Linked DNA regions of Gasterosteus aculeatus: regions 1 and 3 are each linked to region 2. Evidence: chromatin contacts called from public Hi-C data. All regions are on one chromosome and are shown on one strand. Each heading gives the region's core, a stretch centred on a gene start, on an enhancer-like site or on the middle of the called end of the contact. The rest is flanking DNA. Distances are from core to core; before and after follow the strand shown. Region 1 holds the start of efnb1 (ephrin-B1). Region 2 overlaps efnb1 (ephrin-B1). Region 3 has its middle 11 kb from the start of LOC100359388.

The links. Hi-C and Micro-C count contacts between places; a contact is called where the count stands out from the background.
Region 1: a contact with region 2 is called in a Hi-C map of tail fin, with 1.9 times the contacts expected there. The contact joins the promoter of efnb1 here to the enhancer-like site in region 2. A contact is called at or near these places in 4 of 6 Hi-C or Micro-C datasets (skeletal muscle, tail fin and whole body).
Region 3: a contact with region 2 is called in a Hi-C map of whole body, with 1.7 times the contacts expected there. The contact joins two enhancer-like sites. A contact is called at or near these places in 2 of 6 Hi-C or Micro-C datasets (skeletal muscle and whole body).

Annotation. Positions count from the first base shown.
Region 1 is chr4:15,361,622-15,365,484 of fGasAcu3.hap1.1, reverse strand. It overlaps efnb1 (ephrin-B1), which reads right to left and starts at 1,846. Exons shown (of 5, transcript XM_040175606.2): 1 at 424-1,846. The coding sequence starts at 605.
Region 2 is chr4:15,401,541-15,404,868 of fGasAcu3.hap1.1, reverse strand. All of the region lies in intron 2 of efnb1 (ephrin-B1), which reads right to left. Among protein-coding and RNA genes, the nearest start is that of efnb1, 40 kb to the right of the region's middle. Within about 2 kb of position 1,753, at least 4 of the 9 cell types and tissues checked have open chromatin away from gene starts, as enhancers often do.
Region 3 is chr4:15,444,657-15,448,351 of fGasAcu3.hap1.1, reverse strand. No RefSeq gene overlaps it. Among protein-coding and RNA genes, the nearest start is that of LOC100359388, 11 kb to the left of the region's middle. Within about 2 kb of position 1,956, at least 5 of the 9 cell types and tissues checked have open chromatin away from gene starts, as enhancers often do.

The sequences.
Region 1 (3,863 bases), core at 597-3,096, 39 kb after region 2:
CACCCACTCGGCAAATTGCACCAATTAGAAAGAAATGACGAGGAAAGAAGTGGACAAGCTCGCACAGCTCTGCGGAGATAGGCAGACTTTACCCGTGTCTGGTTATAAAAAGGAGGGCGTGAATATAACCATACGTTCTTATGATTAACCATCAATTATAGCAAGGTCCACTGTAAATTGCAGAACACTGCACATTCCGTGTTTCTTTACCCCCCCGCCGGGAAATAATTCAACAGCAACACGGTGAACAAGCAAACAGATTGTGCTCGCCCTTTTCCAAGGGCCACATTGAAGGGACCCAACTGAACATTTAACGCAGCTCGCACACGATGGTAACTTTTCCAGTAATGCCAGTCCTCCATTACGCGCGCGCGCACCCAGCGACTTTTGGCTCGCCGGTACAACATGAAATACGAGACTTACTTGGAATTCTGCGAGCCCCAGATTATAGTCTCCAGCGATTTGGTCGAGGTTAACGCCGTCCTGCACATTAAAATAAAGATCCAGAGGCAATGCTTCCAACAGCCGAGTCCCGCCATTGCGATCGGTGCGCGGACAGTGAGCCAAAAGGGGTCTCGGAGCGTCGGACCGGTGCGCGCGAGCATTCAGTTGTGGTTCGCCCGGTGGGAAGGTGAGCAGCGATCAGTCGGGAGCATGAGAGGTCGTGATCAGATACATGTCCTTCTGTCCAACCGCTGTTTCTCTCCCTCCTCCTCCTCCTCCTCCTTTTTTTAAAAGAAAACCTGCTCCAGACCTCCCGGGCGTCCTAGCGTAAACTGTCCGTGGGACGAGCAGAACCCCTCAGTGTCCCGCTTGACCCGTGGCTGAGGCAACGCGGCCCGTCGCGTCCTTTCGTGCGAGTGGGGGGGGGGGGACCGGACAGCGGTGCGACCCGATGCGCGATGGCACAGATCCTTCACCGGTGGGATAGTTTTTTCTTTTCCGATCTGGAGATTTAATTGGGCGAAGCGCAGGCGTCGCGTCCCTCTCAGAGCTGCGCCGATGGTGCGCGTACCTGCCGCCGTACACAAGCTACAGATGGCCACATTCACCCGTCAGTCACAACTCCGCAGCGCGCCGGGAATCCCGAGGTCCACTTCATTCCACTGTTATCTTTCGCTCCTCCTCCTCCTCCTCCTCCTCAACCTTTGCTATTCTTCCTCGCGAATGAACTGTGCTGCTATTGTAAATATTCCTCGCGGGGGTCCCGGTGCCGTTCCGCGTGCGCGCTGCGCTCCCGCGGGGTCGCCTCTCTAGTCGGCTTGGGGACGTGCTGCGTGACCGCCGCGTTAATTAAACCGCACGTCGTGTTTCGTTGTTGTTGTTCGGTGGCCAACAAACATTAAAAAGGAAAGGGGGGGGGGAAGTGGCGGGTTGAGGTCAGATCAGTCTATCGTTCTGCTCCCGTGGCTCTGAATCGGCTCGTCAACGCGTCCACGCCGGTGTATTTCTCTCTTTTAAAACCCGCTCCAGCCACTCTGCGCTCCGCTGAGTGCAGCGGCTCGAGCTCAACTGTAACCCGAGCCGGAGAGGACCGACGCCGGGGACCGCCCACCGGGTGAGCGGCGGCCAATCACAGCGCGCCGCCCCCACTCGCATGCAGGAAGCGAAGGCATTTATTTATGGGGACGTGGAGGGGCTGCCAGGGGAGGGCGTCTGTTATTGGGTTGACCCCCGGATCTCCACCCCCCCCCCATCCCTCCACTTTAAAAAAATAAAAAAAACGTCGGTCCGAGCCATCGACCCAAATTGAATTGGACTTTAGAGTTATTCGTCATACTGAGAGCTGTGGAGATGGGGAAACGAGCGCGATAGGCTGTTGGAGTATCTGCGTAAAAGTGCCTACTGGAGGAAAAAAAAAAAAAAAAAAGTCCCCTTTAAGCCCAGGACCTGCTTGTCCCTGGAGATCCTGCACTGAGCATGGATGCCGTAACATTCCTGTAATATATCCCTATGAAAACCTCGCAATAGGGAATTATAATTATGCCTGTGGTAGGTAGGTAGGTAGGTAGAGGGAAGAGGGAATTTGAAATATTTTCTCTCGATAAATATACTTGAACGTTAAAGCCTCTCATCATTTACATGATCTTTGGAATGTACTGTAAAGGACAACTGTTATTTTGGTCCTTTCCTTCTATGCGCTGTGAAAGGCATGATGATTAATGGTCTCGTTGGATCTCTTTCTAGTTGTCCCCTTTAGGGATAATGAACTGCATGAGAACTTAGTCTCCAGTGTCCATAGACAATAGACGGTCGGTAGCCTATAGTCATTGGGCCATTCATTCATTGAGGAAGAAATGCTTGACACATAATTGATCATGTCCATGTCTGTGCCCCCTTTGTGGGTCTGTGTGTGTGTGTGTGTGTGTGTGTGTGTGTGTGTGTGTGTGTGTGTGTGGGAAAGAGAGAGAGAGAGAGAGAGAGAGAGAGAGAAATAAGGGGAGAGGGAGGGTTTCTCTTAATTTTGGAGCATTAATTCAATCAATGTCGCCCCCTAATGGCTGGGACGAAATCGATTCATGGAACACAGAAGGTTGGATTCAATATAATTAGAGAGGAGAGATAAGAGAAATTAAGACACGATTTATGGTGCCTGAATTTAGTTGTCATAGTAACCAGCAAACACAGGCCGGTTGGCACAAAGCTGGCATGTGCCCGTCCGACTGTGGGGACGTCTGGGATACCTGATACCTCAGTCACGGATAGAGCCCCGATCCACGGCGAGCCAATGAGACGCCTCCTTTGTGCAACTTTGGGGGAGAAGAAGGGCCCGAGCTCAGCGGTCAATAGGAGCTTCGGCCCAACGAGGACGACGGTATCGATGTAGCGTGCTGTTGTTGGAAGAGATTCATCCAACCGCAGCTTGGGAAGCAGCGGAATTCAAAACACATCATGAGCCAAGCACAACACAACGCGGACCTTTGCCTTGAGAACAGTGCACGTGGCAGAGGACAAACTCATCACCATATACAGCATCCGGTATTGGATCATCCACGCTATTCTACCAAGACATAAAAGCTCTACCAAGTGGAGTACATGTAAGGACAAAGGAAAGCATTGAGCAAGTTTCACGTTCTGTCAAACACGCAGAAGGCAGTTTGATTTATTCCCCCCTCTCCAGACAGCCACCTATGAGATAATGGCATTTTCAAGAAATGAGGTCATCATGTTAATGTGTATAGGTGGCTGTGATTACTTCCTCTATAAATAGCTTGAATGTACTTTGATACCACACAAGCTCACACACGCTCTTCAGATTCAAAATGGAGTCGGGCAGAAACAAAAGATTATCCTCATTAATGATGATTTTGATGATGTTTTTCTGAGTTCATCCCGAAGGGGAGACGAACGTGTGTAACCAATGCTAATGGCGTACATTTTTGAGACATTTATCATCACGTTTGAACACAAATGTCCACCTCTTAGAGCAAAAATCCCAATGGTCGTAAAGATTTATCCTACGGGGCCCCCGAATATCACACAATATCTACTGTAGTAGATGTTGAGGTATTTCTCAAAACAAGTGAAAGCTTCGACCTGGCTGTGGCCCAACCGGATATGTGAGACAATCAGAAAAGACAGAAGGATTCATCCTCCGGAGAGACGGTAAATATTTATGCAAGATGGAACGGGAATTGATCCAATAACTGTCCAGAAATTTCATTAAAAAGCAGAAATGTCTACAGGGCATTGTCATTAGTCAGGAGGATTCATCCTCTGGGAACCACCACCGTCTGAAACCAAACCACATGGCAATCCAACAGTTCAGTCTGGAACAAAGCTGAGGACCATCAGACCTACGTGCCACGGCTGAATATATTCACTTTATAATGATCTACAAGAGAGGGAAGCAGATAAATCCT
Region 2 (3,328 bases), core at 504-3,003:
TGCTTTTTTGTATAGTTTAGGGCCCTTTCTGTGGGTGTGTCTCACTGGCCGCAGAGGGGCCACTGGGAGAACAAAAGAACTACAGCTGCTGAAGTCATAAGAGAAACCAGGTGCCAAATGTTGATGTTGGGAAATTTCTACAGCGCAAAACGTGTCAGCCAACAGAAAGCCTCGCCGGGTCAAAGAGCTGGCCCGCAACAAGGGCTCCTGTTCCAATACTACGCATGCACACCGCCGCCAACGCCGCATTCAGATCCATATGTGAATGCACACAGATTTACCCAAGGACGTTCGGGATGGAGCCGAAGAACTGCTCCCGGAGGTGCAGGAGTGGGAGAGACGTGTGAGGGACGACACAAGCTGAGGCTAAGGGGTGACTCGGCGGTCTATATTTGTTCTCAGGTCTGCTAAATGAGGTCACTCAGGTGGTCCTGCTGAATACATCCCTCCTCCCCAACTCCATCATGAATCATCCGCTGCTTATTATTCCTGTCCAGCCCAGGAGGGGCTGCTGGCTTTCATACAGTGGGCATGTGTGTGTGTGTGTGTGTGTGTGTGTGTGTGTGTGTGTGTGTGTGTGTGTGTGCGCTTGCGTACCTGCTCTTGTGCGCAACATCTGCCCTAAAGCAGCGAACGAGGGGGATGGATACAGTGTGTGTGACAGACAGAGAGCAGGTTGTTTAATGAGAAAGTGGATGAGAGGTGACATTCATTGGCTACCTTTCTTTGACTCACACACACACACACAAACCCTCATTCTCCACAGCATTCACACTTCCACTTAGACGAGCCAAGCCTAGCCGGCGTATTCACGGCAACCACCCGCAGTAATAGTGACTACATTTTGAGAAGAAGAAAAAAAAAAAAAAAAAAAGGAAAAAAAGAAGCTCAACAAATAAACAGTCGCAACCAGGATCCCATCGCTCACACTTAGCATCAGGAAAAACAGCAGCAAACAAAGCCGCTCGGATGCCGTTGGAGGCAAAGCACGGGGCTAGACTATCAAACAACAGCGTCACAACAGAGCCGGGCTATTGCTCACACCTGCCATGTTTCCATCTTGGTCTTTGCTTTACATTAGCGCGCCGCATTCAAAGTGGGGGAGAAGGAGCCTATTTGAACATTATATTTCACTCCTGAACGAGCGCAGAGAGCGTTAGATTAGGTTTATGGGCCTGATTCCACAGATTACCCAGCAGATCTGGCATGCATGCGAGCACACGCACACACACACACACACACACACACACGCACACACACACACAGACAGACAGACAGACAGAAGTTGGTAGACTGGAATAATACTGGGGGATCGGGATGTTTGCACTTTGAACCTTTTCTAATCCCGAGTATTAGGCCATGGCTAAAGCCTGATTACTGCACAATGAAATGGATCTAAATAGATGTCTTTGCCTACATTTCTCTGTCCCAGGAATAGAACTGGAAATCAATAATCAACCTCCAACCTCTCGCTCGCACTCAGAACCTTTCACATCATCTCCGATGAACCCTTCCTTCTCGTCCTCCTCTTCAATAATGAAACCCGGCAGACAAAATGAAATAGTCCTATCATGGACTTCATCGCTGCATCTTCATTTTTGCTAATCTTATATCGAATTTGGGTCGGGCTAAACTGTAGATGTTGCCGGTAGCCGCCGCGGCGAGCACGTCGCAGCATTAGTGTCGAGGTTTGAGGTGGTTAGCGGTCCGGTGCACACAACTGTTGCTCGGCTTACTGCTTCAGGATGCAGCCAGAGGGGGAGCTCCTCTCCTGCATCCCGATTAGTCTGCTCTCTCTCTCTCCCTCTCTCTCATACACACTCACACACACACACACACACACACACACACACACGCACGGCTGCACACAACCCCAGTTGAAAATAGTTTTGAAAAATATATACAGACATGTAAGCACTTGGCCCAACGGAAGCAAATACACACTAAAATACACACTGACATGTGCACACACACACACACACACACACACATACTTATTCACACACACCCACACACACAGACACACACACTGGCTGCCTGTGTAGCCAGAAGATCAGGCAGGACTTAAGAGCTCCTCCGACACCAAAATTACAGGCCACCTCTAAGTCCTTCCAGCAGAGAGCAATATGGGATAGCGTGGGGGAGGGTGGGGGGGGGGGGGGGGGGGGGGGTGTGCGTGTGCAGGGGTGAGGTGTTAAGAGAGGGCATGGAAAGAGGGGTGAGGGAGGGCAGGAGAGGAAGCAGGAGATTCCTTTTTTCGAAGATGAGGTAGCGTACGACCCGGGGAGGGGTGAGACCTGATCCGTCTGAAGTGAGCTTGCATGCCAGCGTGTGTGTGTGTGTGTGTGTGTGTGTGTGTGTGCATATGTCGGTAAGGGAATATGGAAGGAGGTGATGAAGTGAGGAGTTAAGAGGAGGAGGAGAGCTCAGTTTGGAAAAAAAGAAGAAGTGGGAGGTGATCTCTCTGTGAAGCGGAGGAAGCATATGCAAGTGTTGGATTGTGTGCGTATCTGCATGTTTTTGTGTGTGTGTGTGTGTGTGTGTGTGTTTCTGCCAGCCCGCGTCTCTTTTACACTCACAATTTCTTACACGCTCCCCTGAATCTCTCATTGTGTGTGTTTTGGCCCCTGTGCATTTGTGTTCATTTGAGTCCGTGTGTGTGGGTGTCCAGTTATAGTATGCTTGCATGCCTGGACAGATATGTGCACAAGTGTGACTTTGTATTCCAGCATGTATATTTACAAATGTTCGGGAACTTGTGAAGTTTCCTTGCTGATCTGTGTGTGTGTGTATTTGTGGTCGCTGTACATCAGTCAAGACAGTCCCACATCACTGAGCCAAAGGTTATGCATGGAGGACTTCCATGGCCTCGAGCTTCAAGACTACTTATGACAGCTTTTAACCTCTGCAGCGGACCTGTCAGCAGCTCCCAAAGTGTCTCTGAGTGTGTGTCTCTACAAGACTCACAGCCTGCAGACACAGAGAGCCTCTGCATCATTTAGCTCAGGGTGTCTGTGTTGCACGTCTCCGGTGTACCCGCCGGTGAGCAGAGCTTTCAACCTTTCTTTTTTTCTCCATTTACCAACTCGGCAAACCCCCTGCGCAGCCTTAAAAAACGTCCATCCACACGCAAAGACCATGAGGAAGGACAACCCAGTTCCTCGTGCACTCAACGAAAGCACATGCGACGGGGCCCTGGACATGCGGAGGTTTTACGCACACGGAGACAGAGACGCACGCGCACACAAACAAACAAAGGTCCGTCTGTCGGATCAGCAGGCGATAAAGGACGCGGAATAACAGGAGGACCTTGGGGAGCGGAGCAAGT
Region 3 (3,695 bases), core at 707-3,206, 43 kb before region 2:
TGTTTTAACCATGTTTACAATGCATGTACATTAGAGCTGTAGAGAAAATGGCATATCTTTGAAGACCGGTTTGTTTTTACAATTTAAAAGCCTGTAAAACTAAAAAGCAGTCTGCCCGGGTAACCTCTACCGCCATTTTAACTCCCATTTCCTGGACAACCTCTTTCAACAAGTATTTGTTGCTCTCTTAAGTGAATTGGAGCTGAACAGAGTTGGGTTTGAAGGGCACGTTTATCTCGTATTTCTAAATATTCCCAGCTTCTCATGCCCATGTGGCTTCCCCTTAAAAAGATCGGCGGCCCGTAGCTTTGCAATGATTAAAAATGAATGCGTTGATGTCGACATTTGAACTTCGTTTGGATTCCATTTGATTCCTGTGTTTTCTCCGAGTCTGCTCTGCATCAATATTACATGCCTACTCCAGCAGAAGGGGGATTTCTCTCCCGGTGGATAGCGGTGACCGCAGAGAGCACAAACGCGCTGACCACAAACAACAAAAGTTGAAACTATTCCCTCATGTGGAGATTAAGGAAAGACTTAACGGGAGTTCAATCGTTGCTCTGGATGTGCGAGAATAAAACACAAAGGAAAACAACCATCAATTATTTTTTAAAAGGGAAGAAAACTTGACGCCCAAGTAACCGAACACCCATAATGTTCCCGCTCGTGTGGAATTGCGGTTGGCACGTGGCTCAATTCTTCTTGCAGGACCTTCCATAAAACTCCAGCGATGATGTTTTTAACACCGCAACTCACGGCTACAGTGACCGGAAAACAATTAGAAAAGAGGCGGTAAGGTGACACCCCTGAATGGATCGTTTCTGTGGCCTGTCCAGTGGAGGGCCATTCCGACCCAAGCACCAGTCCATTAACAACCAATTAACTTCCTATTAATATTTTACCAGACAGGGCCTCTCTTCCTGACGTGTTTTTAAGGAGCTTTTCCCAGGAGTGTTTGAACATGAGCAGCTTTTAGCGCAGCATAAAGAGGCCTGTGTAATGGGCTCAAGGAGAAGGAGAAGCAACCCGATAGCACCAAGGAGGGGAGACAGACTCCTGCAGCTGGCCTGTCCCAAGCCGGACCCGGGCCCGAGCCGGGACCAACACTTACACACACACACACACACACACACACACAGACACAGACAGACGGCCATGATTTTTGTGTGAGATCACATCACCATAAGTGAGAAAGATTCGATCTGGCTTTCATTTAAGAAATAACAGTAAAGAAATTGAGGGGAGAGAGAGAGTTACAACATGCAACAGAAGGTCCAAAGGTCCTGCCGGGGAACCTTTTGGTTAACGAAGCGCTACATGTTTTTGCAAAGATCTTCCTGATTAGTTTTCCTTTCCATATTGCGGCTGAGGAGCCGCTTTTCTTCCAGGTTTCCCATGAAATAAAGTCTTAAAACAGGAATATACACCTGATCTGCCCTGTAAGGTCGTTTTGGGTGGACATTCAGAACTAGATCAGGAAACTCCCTGCTCTGAGACAAACAGAAAAAGAGAGGAGGAGAACGAGGGAGGGGGGAGGCAGAAAGAGAGAGAGAGAGAGACCATTATGACTACAGCCCGAGGCTACTCCCAACGGAGAAGGCATTTGTCTTCACTTGAAAGTATGATTTATTTTTCCACAAGTCAGAAGGGTTATGTTTGTCACCGCACAGTGAAAACGACTTTTGGAAATAGCAGCGGAGGCAGAAATGGAAAAAGAAATAATAAAAAAAAGGCTTTTCTTATGCCCTCCGCTTTCAAAGACTTCGTCTCCGTGGTAACCGCGTTCAAGATCGCTTTCAGTCTTCATTAACTTTAGGTAATCATACTGAACCTTGCGTCTGATTTATCGGCAGGAGGAGCATGTGTGTGTGTTGATGATTAAGAGAACGGGGGGGAATGGTGGAAGAGAAGGGAGGGGGGGGGGGGGGGGATGTGGTTGTATCAGGTTCCTTCCACTGGGTGTAGATGTGGTCTTAGATTTCTCTCTGGGCTGCTGATTAACTGGGTGCATGTGTGTGTGTGTGTGTGTGTGTGTGAGAGAGAGAGAGAGAGAGAGAGAGAGAGAGAGAGAGAGAGGGAGAGGGAGAGGGGGGGGGAGATCTGGGAAAGCACTGAGGAGGAGAGGAACTTCAGCTTTAATTTCCCCCAGCTCCACATATTACACCCCCGCGCTCTCTGTTTTTATTGGAACAGAGACCTGAAAACACCAAGTGTTTATGAAGCATTAAAACAAGGCGGGGAACTCGAGTGTGGAATTATAAATCTATACATTTGGCTCTGTCTCCCACGAGCAGGATTAATCCTTTTATGTCGGATTCCGTGTGTTTTACGAAAGACAGATGATCAGAGTGAGAGATCACGTTCATCACCTCGACGGGAGGCTGGAGAAAACAGTCCTTCGAGGAAGGGTGGCGGGGTTGGGTGGGCGGATGGATGCGGCACTTTGGGGGGGTGGGGTGCAGACTGAAGGAGTAACCGTGCATCACCCTGTTTGAACACACGGAGCGGGCGAGGAGGCCGCGTTACACCCTACGAACAGTGAGCTGTCAACCACGTACGAAGGGACCACGCGTGCTATGGATTACTCACAGAGAAGCGCCGACGGCCTCCATACCTGGAGACACATTAGCTGGCTCTAATTAGAATAAACGCTCGGATGTTTTTGCTTGCGGGCCTCGTCTCGTTCCCCTTGCTGTGTTTCCATCTCGAACGTCGCCTTCTAGGCTTCTCTTTCTCCCTCCTTCTCTGCACTCAGTTGACTCTCCTCTCGCTCCTTTTTGCCTTGTATCTGTCGCTGGGGGAGCAGTGGAACACCACTAGCTGTGACACAATCAGTGTCTGCCCATGCTCCAGCCATCTCCCCCAAGTTCATTATCTGTAAACAGTGTCCATGCCCCCCCCCCCCCCCCCACCTCCTCCCAGTCTCAGCCAAACGCGATGTGACAGCGCCGCCAGGGCCCTCATTTACAGCCATCACAGGACAGATTTCCCCCCTTCCCTCAGCCGGCTCCCCCTCGCTTGGTTTTTCTTTTTCTCTGCGTGAGCCGGTGAGCGTGTTGGCGGCGCTCCATTCACCGAAGGAAGGATGCACGTATCTGTGTGTCGGAGCAGGCGAAAGCCGGACCAGGAACATTTGCTCTGTCGGTACCGATCCTTCAAACGACGTGTTGCGACGATGCTGCCCCTTTATGTCCGCCCCTCTCGCTCACACTGTATGTGTGCATATTTCAAGTAAGGTCCTTCCTTTTCTGTGGCCGTGCTTTTTGGAACACCCTAGGGCAGGCACAGCTGCCACACACACACACACACACACACACACACACACACACACACACACACATACACGTACTATTGTAACGTTCCGTGTCAATAAAGAGCCAGTTTCTTATCACTCGGGTTTATTGTTGCCTGTTGTCGGCCACAGCCACGCCATTCCACAACACCCGGTCATCATTTTAGTCAGAACTCAACTTCCCCTTCTTGTGCTCCCAGACTACCCACATTACCCCGGAAGGGGCGGTACCCCAACCCTGGCCTACGTAACAGTAACATTAATCAGAACCATATACATGTATGAACTTAAGGCACGCTACACTATGATACCTTGTCCATTCTCTTCTTTCCTCTAAATATTGCACTTTTAGTTGTAGCCTCAGGCATCGGTTCTGTCTCATCCTGGGAAGGTCAAACAGAGA